Regions from separate parts of the Gasterosteus aculeatus genome. Here region 2 is linked to region 1. The links are chromatin contacts, called in public Hi-C maps. All regions are on one chromosome and are shown on one strand. The core of a region is the stretch at or near the end of the contact, and the rest is flanking DNA. Distances in the headings are between cores, read along the strand shown.

What was found. Hi-C and Micro-C count contacts between places; a contact is called where the count stands out from the background.
Region 2: a contact with region 1 is called in a Hi-C map of skeletal muscle, with 10 times the contacts expected there. The contact joins the promoter of aqr here to the enhancer-like site in region 1. A contact is called at or near these places in 2 of 6 Hi-C or Micro-C datasets (both in skeletal muscle).

What each region holds. Positions count from the first base shown.
Region 1 is chr15:10,236,804-10,242,979 of fGasAcu3.hap1.1, forward strand. No RefSeq gene overlaps it. Among protein-coding and RNA genes, the nearest start is that of stxbp6, 49 kb to the left of the region's middle. Within about 2 kb of position 2,873, at least 1 of the 9 cell types and tissues checked has open chromatin away from gene starts, as enhancers often do.
Region 2 is chr15:10,358,520-10,364,695 of fGasAcu3.hap1.1, forward strand. It overlaps aqr (aquarius intron-binding spliceosomal factor), which reads right to left and starts at 2,979. Exons shown (of 36, transcript XM_078089578.1): 1 at 2,842-2,979; 2 at 2,304-2,429; 3 at 1,934-1,990; 4 at 1,667-1,707; 5 at 894-929; 6 at 680-800; 7 at 412-552. The coding sequence starts at 2,378. It overlaps LOC120832506, which reads right to left. Exons shown (of 2, transcript XM_040198809.2): 2 at 3,089-6,176. The coding sequence ends at 3,290.

The DNA of each region.
Region 1 (6,176 bases), core at 1,623-4,122:
TTCTGCTTCCAGAGTATAAATACAACCTTAAGCTCCTGCTGTAAATGAGGCTAGTTTCAGGAGACAAACAGGAGTGGATGAAGAATATCTGCTGTGACCCACTTCCTTGTGGACCTTTCATACCATTTATGTTGAGAATACATAGGATTACTGTAATAGTAGTGTTTGATCAGACGAACGTGCTGTTTCTTGGCGTCTGTACCACCTTTAAGCCTTGTGAGCATAAAGCATAGAAAGAAAAAAAAGCTCATTCTTTGTATGTTTCTCGTGGGCGAGTGTGTACTACACCTGCACGAGTCTCATGTTTTTAAGTGGCATCAATATTGATCCAGCAGCCCACTCCTCCAGTGTGTCCAGCTGTTACAGTATTGACTAGACTGAAGAAACAGATTGGCTTCAAACAAGCAGTGACATGCAATCTTTCCCTCTTCTGGGACCACTTAAGGCTCTCGCACCATCACATGGGTGAAGTGATCAGGTCGGTCAGTCCGCCCATTTTCAAGACACACAATGCTTTTGGTCTGTGAGCTTTTGGTGGATTTAGGAGGACCTCTTTATTGTCGCTTAGAATGATCCAGGACCAAGTAAGCAAGAATATTGTATCATCAAATTTCAAGCTGATTTAGAACAGAAACAACAGAAAAATATTTTTAACAACACGATTTCATAGAACTTGAGTTGGCTCCATTTGTGAACAACTTACCTAAGACACCAATTTAATTTGTGCTTTAAATTGAAAACACGCTTCAATGAATGTAAGGTTATTTGATTAATGAAATGAATGAGGCCATTGGTTTTGCATGTTTTGGATGGATTAGGTTGAACTAAGTGTTAGGCAGACCCGAACGGCTGTCTGTCGTTTACAGGGTGAGAATCCGCTCAAACTTGGTCAAAATGTTGTCCTACAACATCTGTGCTTGGCGTGTAGTCTTGTTAGAACGATCGAAGGAGGCTTGTCGTCCTCACAGGGAGCACGACATCAGTATGCAGACGACGCCCCACAGTTTTGCAGCGCAGGCTGCATGAAGCCTCTAAATGAAGTTGGAATATGCAGGCGGGACAATTCATAACACAATCTGTCCCTTCCCGTTTGTCTATGATACATCACTGCAGCCGTGTTAATATTCTCCAGCTTGCACCAGATGACTGGGGGGGAGGGTGGCACCAAGGATAGTTTTTTCTTCTTTCTTTTTTTACCTGTAGCAATTTCCTTGTTGGTGCGAGTGGGCCGGAGGTAACCACAGCGTGAAGCTGTGAAGCAGAAGGAGTTTGTATCTGTCTCCCTATCGACGTGGGAGATTTATCTTCTTGGCGAAGAGGCGGCGCCAAAAAAGCGAGTGTTTCAGCAAAGTAATAACAACTGCAGCACTGACACCAGGGGGCAGCAATTAACATGAATTGATAACATTGATTCTGGCTTCATGTCATCCGGTGAGAGCTCTGTCTTTCCCTGCTGCACATTCCTTCCCAATGAGACACACACACACACACACACACACACACACACACACACACACACACACACACACACACACACACACACACACACACACACACACACACACACACACACACACACACACACACACACGCCTTTCCTGGTATCTATCACTGGCTCTTTCTGGAATATTTTAGGAGAAAGTCAAAATAGCCTTTATTACATAGTAGTTGTAGTAGAATAGCGCCTTACTACCAAAACATGAAAATGATATGTAATAATATAATAATTGAAACTTTAAAAAATGTGGACTTATTCACAAAGGAGTAATCACATCATGACGTTTAAGTTAATACAAGTCATGCTGTTTATTGCATGTCCTTTGCATGCCCTCGTGTCTTTTCTAATGCCTACATCATTTTGAGAGGATCAGCGTATACGTCCGTATTTAACCACCGAGGGGCACTGCAGCTCAAGCGTAGTCCTGCGGAGCAGAGGAACCCGGCTGCTTGAGGAGGAGAGGACGGACGGGCTCAGCAGCTCGATTCGGTGCCAGCCCATAAAAGTTACCCGAGATGCCCAAATCTGCTGAGCTGTCTCCTCCTTCCGCTCCCCTCTCTATACCGCAATGGTGCTTTTCCACCCAACTCCCCGAGAAACTTCTTTGTATCTTATTCTTCCGGCTATCCTCCTTCCCTCATCTCGGCCTCTGCGATCCCCCCTCGCTCGCACTCTCTATTTTCTTAGAGGCATCAAGTCCAAGCCGGCTGTAGTCAATCTAATCCCTCTAATTCAGTTAATCTAATTTTCTGGATATGGTCACAGTGCTGATCTCCACTCCTGGTCCTTCACAATCTTTCCTTCCACACGCTCGTTTTCTGGCCAAATCCCCCAGAGCCTCCACTTTCCCGCTTCTCATCCACATTACTCATGAGAGATGTAACTGATTGACACTAATTTGATGTGGTGAGTGTACAAAGTATAATGCAACAAATATCGGTGGCGTATTTTGAAGGGAAAATGTAATATGAACATAAATTTCACTTTTACCTGCCTGTACATGCCTCCCAATGAACACATTGTGGCAGGATAGGTTCACGACATTGCATAATACCTGACTTTCCTCTCAGTGTTGCTCTGTTTGTTGAATATAGTTGCTTTAATTATCATTTAGAGCACCAGTCAAAACACTTTCTCTCTCTCTTCTTTGAATTAAATGAGAAAATGTGTCCACGCTTTTGCCTCGTAGTGTATCGAGCCACGCGGCATACGATTGTGCCCGAAGCAGTCCTGCAACCTTCAGATCTATTTCTGGGTTGTCAATGTTATCAATGGCCAAGAGTCGTTGATAAACCACGTGGTTCCCTAGTGGGTCCTGACTGACGTCAACACACCTGGAAAACAGCAGGCTGCACAAACAGTAATTTGAGCTATCTGTTGGTTTCTAGCTGACTCGTCTTTCATCAGTGTTCATCAGAAGACGCTGGTGTGCAGTACACGTGTGTTTGAGGGATTACCGAAGTCTATTAGCAGATAAGAGGGACTTTCTCTGTGGAAATCGCTTGAGATGGGGTGTGTGGGCTACAACATGTTGTGTCCCAACAATGGCTTTTTAATCACATTCACAGATGAGCTCAGTGTTATTTGCATCAATGGCTCAAAGCGTCACAGTTGCCACTCTCTAATTTTTCCTCTTCTTTCGCTCTCTTTCCCTCACCTATCTGCGTTTCCTCACTGCGGCAGAGCTCTGCAGTGATTGTCAAAAGAAGGATAGTATTTCATCTACAAGGAATATCATCATCTCTTCAGAGCCTTTTGTAAAAAAGGAGAGAGGGAAATAAATTCCCCTCTGAGCAGAGAAGGTCGGGAATGGTCTTGTGGAGAAGATTAGGGCCAAGCCATCGAGACACTCACAGGAAACGCTGGGGGAAAGTGGGCTGAGTCGGACACACCCGTGTGCTGTATCTCACCGCGTGGACGTGGAAAGCACATCGTATTCTTAATTGTCTCTCTTTTTTCTCCCTCCCCTTCTTTTAACCTGTCCTTCGATCCTACCCTCTCATCCTCCTCATCGTTAAGCCTTTTCTCCTTGTACCTTCCCCTCGCCACCCCTGACCCATTGTGGGTTTGTAGGTCAACTGTCGATTTCAGATCCATCTTTTTAAAATTCCCTCCACGGGTGTCAGGAAAATCAGTGACCTGCTGCTCAGTTCTCAGAAATACAGTCAGTTACTGCCTGTTGTCTGCTGAACTGATGGACTGCATTTGCAATCATGAATAAAAAGAGGAATTATTAATTAATGATTAGGTGTGAGAATTACTTTTCTCTTTCTTCTTACTTTTTGCTTTCTCTTTAAAGTAATTCCATCTCTTGCATCGGCGCTGTCCTCAACTGCCTTTTCTTCATCCATCTATCTTCTTTGCCTGCGTTTGGGATGACTGCAATGCAGCTGTGAAACTAACAGCGACTGTCTTACTCCCAGGTCAGAGGAAGGGAGGATAGCCGGGCCATCACCCCCCCCCCCCCCCCCCCCCCTCCCTCATTCCCCCCTCCTCCCACACCCCGTCCATTGCTTTCTGAATCTGTATTGGACTCGGCTGGGCTGTCTGTGCCTCACCGTCCAATCCTCAACGATGTGGGGAAGAGAAACACGTTGCTTTAGTCTCAGCACCGGTGCAGAGAGACCGAGATAAAACAGCGGATGAAAGAAATGAAAATCTATCCACTCTAAAGGTAGACTGCAAATTCATTTAGAGAATTATTGACTGCGCAATGCGCATGCACCAACATCGCATGCGTTTTCCCTTCTGCGTCAACCTTTTGTTTAGAATGGCTCTCTAGCATCAGCCAGGCCCCGCACCAGCACAACGGGTGAATCCGTGTCACCCGATGCGCACCATGCGTCAGCAACGCACACGTAACGTTCACCCTGGGGCCTGGGAGTTCTTTTATATACCATAGAAAGCGTTCTGTTCTCCGTACCTTGAATGGAATATTGAGTATAAAAAGCAATTGTTAGACAATGTGTGCATAAATCAAATGACACCGTAATCAGTAAACAGGCTGAGCGCTATTTGTTAGTCTGATTACCAGGCGTGTCTACATTTATTCAAGTACTTGGGTACACTTTTGAGTGTAAGTAACAGCACACATTGGTGAATCTGTATCAACATTCTTGTTATATAGGTAAAAATAAGTCGCAGGGGCCCTTTTTCTGCATTAGTACTTTTGGTGATTATATTGAAGCAAGGCTTTGAAGCAGCAATAGACCAGTTTTCTGTTGTTGTCCTTGCACTTTTACGTAAATAAAATGTATAAATACTTGCCAATAACTTTCCTTCCATAGACATACAAAAATATATTTTTGTGAAACTCGAGCTTCCACTTAATTTGGGCATTTAGGCTCCTTCTTGCAGCATCCAATTGTGTCCCATCTCAGTGATCAGTGCTGTCTGTCAGTGTCTTGCTGCCCATCAGCTTGGGATGACAGACAATTAGGTGGCAGTAGAAATGGGTTTTAAAGCAGACCCATTCACCCTGAATTCCCTTGTCACAGCTCGTTGCAATAAGACAGCGACTGTAGAAGCACTGCAAGTGGGAGAGCAGGGAAGTTACACCATGCATATATATTTCAACAGCCACTTGGGCACTCTCATGCACATGCACATTAAAGGCTAACCGTAACACTAAGAAAGTGGGACCTGCTGCATTTAACACACACTCTTCACTCTGCTTTCATGTTGTCATGCTGAGGAGATTTTTTGTTTTTTCTATCCAGTTGACGAAGAAAGAGACAAAAGAAGCCAAATGTGATTGAGCCTGAAGTACTCTCTTGTTCAATGCACAGAAGCAATTAGCATAAAGTTAAATCTCCGCATTCCTGTGCACAGCTGATGTTTATCGCTCTGTCTGTGGAGCGGAATACTTGAACATGCTGATTTCCAAGAATCCAAAGTCTTCTGCGAAATAATCGCTTTCCCCCCATTTATTGTCATGTTAATGTATTGGTGGCTAAAAAGAGTTGCTGGTTAAAATTTTCCACAGTAAGCATGTAGCGTGGATTATCATCATTGTGATTGACGTAACATGTTCAGTCTTTTACTTTCATCAAAAATTGTCTCTTTATTTGTTTTTATTTAATATATCCAAAAGTCAGCATTATAATTAGTATAAACCATTTGTGTGTATAGTTTAAACATCAGTGATTAAGTGTAAATGAAACTAAGGTAAATAATAGTAATAGGTTAAATCAAATATATATTAGACAGGCTAATAATTTAAGCCACATGTATTTAAAGCATTGACATTGTAGTCTCCAGTTTATATCGACACTTTATCAGTGGAAGAAATTGTAACCTATGTAGCTAGGAAGCCTCTGTTATAGAAACATGTATACATAACATATATAACAGTAACTTTATTCATTCATAGTTGTGTTGTCAGGTGAGCCTGGGAATCCCCTCCATCACCCGGACTATCAGCACTGGCTCCCTCCACTGCTTTTCACCCTCTACATCAACGACTGCACCTCAGAGGACCTGACTGTCAAGTTTGCAGACGACACAGCGGTCATCAGCCTGACGGGAGGTTTTACAGCTGCTCCTCTGGTGTGGTCGGAACAACCTGGAGCTGAACAAGCTCAAAACTTGTGGAGATGACAGTGGACTTCCAGAGGAGCCCGCCAACACTGTCGGGATTCAGAGGAACCTGAAAAATGGCCAGTGAACATATTGCGAT
Region 2 (6,176 bases), core at 1,729-4,228, 120 kb after region 1:
ACACTTGAGTCACCGTAACCTCTTTGAAACCAAAAGCCGGGTTAATCCAATTCAACAGAGAACAGTTCTCTTTATTATTTTGGCGTATTCGACAAACTGTCGATATCTGACACGTCGTTTGGAACCAGATGTTGTCCACGGTAAAATAAGTGATCAGAAGCGAGAGAGTCTTCTGATGGTCAATTGTACTTGTAAAGTTCATCCAGACGTACACAACACTCTTTGCCTTGTCTAGAAAACTGGATTAATAATATAATGAAGGGAAATTTCAATATAAAAAAACAAAAGGAATTATGTAATTAGAAATGTACACACAGTATTATTAGTATTGATGTGATAACAAACAAATTCATTAAACTATAAATACTCCTTCGGTGAGAAAGATGTACTTCTCAGCACAGTGGCACATACCAGACTGTTGAAACAGTGATCCAAGAAGACCAGCAGCACAGTTTGCTCCTTCAGAGTGAGGCCAGATTCCTCCCCTGCCAGTACAGCTTCCATCATACATTTAAAGAAGAACGGGAAATGACTGGGTTCCCTCTTGAACACCTGAAACCACATTTCAAAAGAGAAAACTCTTATTGTAGAAAACTTGAATGGCCACAGTAAAGATGGTGAAGGTGCGGTCTTATAAATGTTCGGTGGTTGTGCTCCTACGAGGCACTGCCTTTCTCACCTCCCAAGCTGGGACGTTCTCTCGGAATTTCTCGTTGACGATGCAGCAAATGGACATGAGGTAGGCGTTGCTGGACACCTTGGGAGTGTAGTTCACCCACAGATAGTTCTCAAGATACTGGCTGAAAGGTGAAGACAAACATTTACATATATGTATACACAGGCTGTTTTCTTATTTAACGTATGCGTAAAAAAAAGGAAGAGAGGTATCCCACCTGAACTCAAGCAGCATAATTTTTCTGATGGCAAATCTTAAAATGTAAAGCAAAGAAAAAGTGTCACAATTGTGTATTGGATTACAGCGTGTCTCTCAAACTGTGGGCTGCAACCCTCTAGTGGGCTGCAGTGGTATTACAGGTGGGTCGCACAGGGAAATTCTTATTTTATTTCAAGAACTCTATTGAGGAGTTACAACAGTGTAAAGTACACGGACTGCTGTTTCCTCTCTCAAAACTAAAACACAAATCCATGTTCAACATTGAGCATAAATTGAGAGGATGTATTAAGTCTGCAACCCTGTTTGGAAAAGATATGTAGTGGAAAGCAGGCACATTGAGATACGAGTTTTGTTTTGCATAGGTTGCACATTGTTATTTTGAAAAGATATGCATTTTAAAACTCTACTGCCAACTATATTAACTTATTTTGTTTTTTCACAAGTGGCAGTTTGTTATTATCTTGAAAATATCTTCAGTCCAAAACAGGTTATTAATTGCAGCCACAATTAGTTATTTTCTGCCAAACGTTTGTTATGTTTTTCACAGAGAGAACTTTATTGGCATTGTTCTAACAAGATGTTATTTGTTTTTGTCTGATGGAGGGATCTGGTTGACTTGAAAGTGCCAAAAAGCAGAGATGGAGGAGTCACAAATTGTCATTTACATTAAAATGTACCACGTATAATTTTGTTGAATCGTGACAGAAAAAGCTTGAGAACCACTAGATTACACACAGCAGTTTATGGAAAATACGCTATTTAATTACTTACTTGGAATTGAGAATCTCTTTCTCATAGACATCTTCCATCACCTAAAACAAAAGCAGAAAATGTCAAAATAAAGGCTCCATCAACTTGGCTGCTAACACCAACCTGTCACACCTCTTCATTTTATTGTATCAAACAAAAACCGCCAATAATTAGCACTATGAGAAATACAGCACATGAAACATGTGTTAGCAAATTTATTTGTAAAATCCGTTAAAACTAAATGAATTATATCGGAATCTCTAAAATGCAGGAATGCATTTAACTCACCTTGGGGTCAAACGCTAGTTTATTCGTTGCATGTGGAGCCCAATATTTATTCGCCAACTGAAAACAGAAACAATATCATCAATGTGATCATGACTGAACATGATGTGATCCACAGCACAAATCCTGTCACAGATGACTTTTCCCATTTGCCCTTTAAACCACCTCAAATATATTATCTTATATGGACAGTTATTCTATGTAAGCCTCATTCTGGAACAATTCAAAGAGACATTGTAGATCCATCATAAGTCAATGCGTGCCCTTGATATATATAAATATTAAAAAGGTATTTTTTCCTCTTTAAAACACAGACACACACAATGGAATAACGTATTTCAGCACAGTGCTGGACCTTAACTGTAATAATTACCTGTGTGACGTATTCTGCGTTGATCTGAGACACAGAAGGCGCTGCAGCCTTTTTAGCGGGGGTTTCTTTCTCCATAGTGGCTCACTCAAGCTGCAGCAACGAGGGTTGGAAACAACAGGCTGTGAACTATTTGTAGAGAACTTAAACATGAGGCCGTAGTTAACTGTTAACACACACGGACAGTGGTGAATAGCGCGGTTCAAAACTTCAGTAACGTTAAGTTAATGCAATAGCTCAAATGTGCGTGCATTTTTTATTAATTGTAATGCCAAACGTCTTACTGTTCGTTCGCTACTTTAACACGAACACAAAATCAATGCCTAACGTTTCTAATAAGGATAATTTATATAGGATGCCTAGTAAAATACAAACACTGGGTAACGTTAATCTAAGATGTGTCACAAATATTAGATGAGCTAAGCTAAGCTAACGTTAAGTACAACATAGAGGAAGACTCTGGGAAAACATTTATTATACTATTAATTAAGGCCACATTGCAAACACAAATATATGATCATAACAAAATCCACTCACAAACCTTTGTTTATTTCAGCATGAAAGTAGGCCGTCGGACAACGGGTTACGCATGTACACAACCAAAACGCGCTGAATGCGACGGACTTCCTGAAGCTGTGCGTCGCTCGAATCGTCCCCAAGTACAAAAGCAACTCTTTCGTTCCTAATGTGTACGTTGTCGTTCCTCTTTTAGAAAAATACTTAGAAGATGTACAAAGTACAAAGAGACTATAATAAAATATTTAACAATAAATTTGACAAAGAAGAAATAAAGTCAACAAGGTACAATATGAAACAAGTTTAATTGAAATACAAAAATATATAAAGTCTGTATTTTTAGACATCCACTACATATTTTACATATATGCAGTCAACTCAAACACCATGTTACTGACAAATGACTATCATTATAGTCATTTGTCGGTGTGTAGTAGTAAAATACACACTTTACACGTCAAGTCTGATCGATATCAATGAGTCAGTTGATGTGTTCTGACATGTGCTGACTGTGTGAATGTTTTGCCACAAATGTCACACCGAAACGGCCTCAAACCCGTGTGGATGAGAAAATGCCTTCGAAGTTTAGACGGAGACACAAACAGTTTGAAGCAGATGTCACAGCGATTCTCCCTAACTGACTCTTTTGTTTTACGATGAACGTTAGTTAAATACTGCTCAAGATCGTCTTCACTCTCGTGACTTGCAGAGCGCGTGTCATATTCAAACCCATTCAGAGGTTCACACCAAGAATTCTCTGGCTGCATTTGATTCTCAACCGAAGAAGTAACACATCGATCCTTAAGCAGCTTGTTGCCATCTGAAACAGCCATAATCCCTTTGGGCGGACATGTTACTTTGACATTATACGCATTGCTCTTATACTGCGAGAAAAGTGGAGCTGCCCTGTTATGATTCTGGACCAGCTTGTCTATTTCAACAGAGAGTTCAGAGGGAAATGAATAATTATAATGGTCCTCATCCTGATCATAGCTGCATGTAGCCTGACCACAGTCGTCTCTCATCTTTTTCTCCAATTCATTCTTCTCCTTTTGTAAGCCTTCTGGAACTGCCAACCACTCAGTGTGTTCTGCCTCTGAGAAATACGTTGAACCTATATCAGCAAATGAGGGACCAACACTTGTTGCGTCCGCATTAAAATCTGCACAATCAGTGAGGTCATCGAGGCATTCGTCCTGGAGATGGTTGGTAGTCACCACCTCTCCTTCAATGCAATGTGAGACCCTGTCACCCTGTCCGCATCTTTGCTCGTGAACCTTCAGATGTCCGAGCTGTGTGAAAGTGTTCCTGCACAACGTGCATTTGTACGGCCGCGTCCCAGAGTGAGTGGCCAAGTGCCTGGACAGCTTGTAGGGAAACGCAAAGCTCCTAAAGCATATTCGGCACGAGTGAACTTTCCTTTTAGAGTTTGTCTTAAGCGGACTGCTCACTTTAGTGACAGGCAGCGTGCGCCTGGTGCACAGCGATGCGCTGCCTTCAGCTCCTTCCGTGCCATCACAATAGGAGAGTGGACCGTCTCTGTTCAGAGGTATATTCTGTCCGGGGATCCGAGCACTGATCCGTGGCTGCCGTTGACCATTTCCTTTCAGTTTTCTAATGTTCTCCTGTTGATTGACCGCCTTGGATGGTTTCCTCTCACAGTGAGTTTTTTGGTGGGTTTTGAGGTGCGCGGCTTGCCTGAATGCTTTCCCACAGAAAACACAGTGGAACGGCCTCAAGCCCGTGTGCACCATCTCGTGCCTTTCTAATTTAGAAGCGCTCGGAAAACACTTTAAACACTGGAGGCACTTGTGTTGCACGTTGCCCGGATTTGGCATTGGACCAGCCATCGGTGTCCTTTCCACACGCACCGTGGAAACCTTACGCACGACCTCGCTCTTCTTTGAGACACGCAGCGACAACTTATCCCATTTCGCGTTGTCACGCTGGAAACCCCCCACGGACGGAGTCGGAGGTTTCAGGGAGACTACATCGTGGCCACTGTGTGTCTCTAAATTCTCATGAAGCAACATTTCCAGGACCGGCACGTCTGCTGCGGTCCTGTTTAAGCCACCTACGCGGGAAGGTGGCCGGTTAATATACAACGAGCGTTGCTTGTGGTATCTGGACCACAGGTGCGTGCGAAAATGGACCCTCAAGTGCGTTTTCTGCCGGAATCTCTTGCCACACACCTCACAGCCGAAGGGCCTCTGTCCGGTGTGAGTCAACATGTGCCTTTGCAGCTTTGACGTCGATGGGAAACGTTTTAAACACATCTGACACCGGTGGATTTTGTGCCGCTCGCTGGCGTCGTTGCGAGGTTTCCCCGGCTGTTGCGCTGACGGGATTACCTCGCAATCCGGAGGAAGAGAGTCTTTGTGATCAGTGCAATCGACGCTCCATGACTCTGGTTTTACAATGACGTTCAAATCGAGGGGATCCGCAAGATCGGGTTGAGGCGAGTGTCGGATTGCTTCAGAATCAGGCGTTTCCACGTTGCTGCGGTTTTGCGCTGTGGTGAGAGTTCCCAATTCGTCTTCGTTCCGATTTATTTTATGATGACATATTAAGTCACCATCCAACCGCAAGGAGCTGTTGCAAATCATGCACTGAAATGGTTTCAAGGATTCCTGTGGAATGTATTCCTGCTCTTGTTCATCTGACCCGTCAAACATACTCCGACACTGACCGCCATCATTGACTGACTGCTCTGGCTTTACGGCTGCTTCCGACTTGGCTTCAGCCTCGTCCACGTCCTGCACAGCATTTACACTTATTTTACACTGTAGTTCCAGCTCCACTGAGGAACTTGCAGGAGTTTGATGGCCGGAGGGACGTTGCTGAATTGATGGCTGAAGCAGCAGACCTGAGGTTTGTCTGCTACTAAAAAAAATGTGCTTCTTCCTTTCAGCAGCGACAGAAAGTGAGCATCTATTTTCCGAACTGAGGTGGGATTTTAAGTGTACCTTCTGCCTGAAGGCTTTCCGGCAGACCGTACACGAGTGGGGTCTCTGCCCCGTGTGAATAAGGGAGTGCCGTTGTAATTTGGATGGCGAGCAGAAGGTTTTGAGACAGATGGTACACCGGTGTTTTAAAGTCATTTTGCCTCCGCTGGAACTCAATTCTTTTTCCTGCAGGTGCTCTTTGGAATGGGGTTGTTTGGAAAAAGTCGGGCCTGACTTTCCGCTCCACTCTAATTCTTTTGTTGGACGAGGAGATGAAATATACGACTTGGAGCGGACCTTGCTGGTGCATCCGTTTTGGCCGAGGTACACAGACGTGTCTTCACTTGCAGAATCAACTTGCTCCGTAGTCATTGGATCCATAACATTTGAGATACAGCTCCAAGTCACCGTGGTG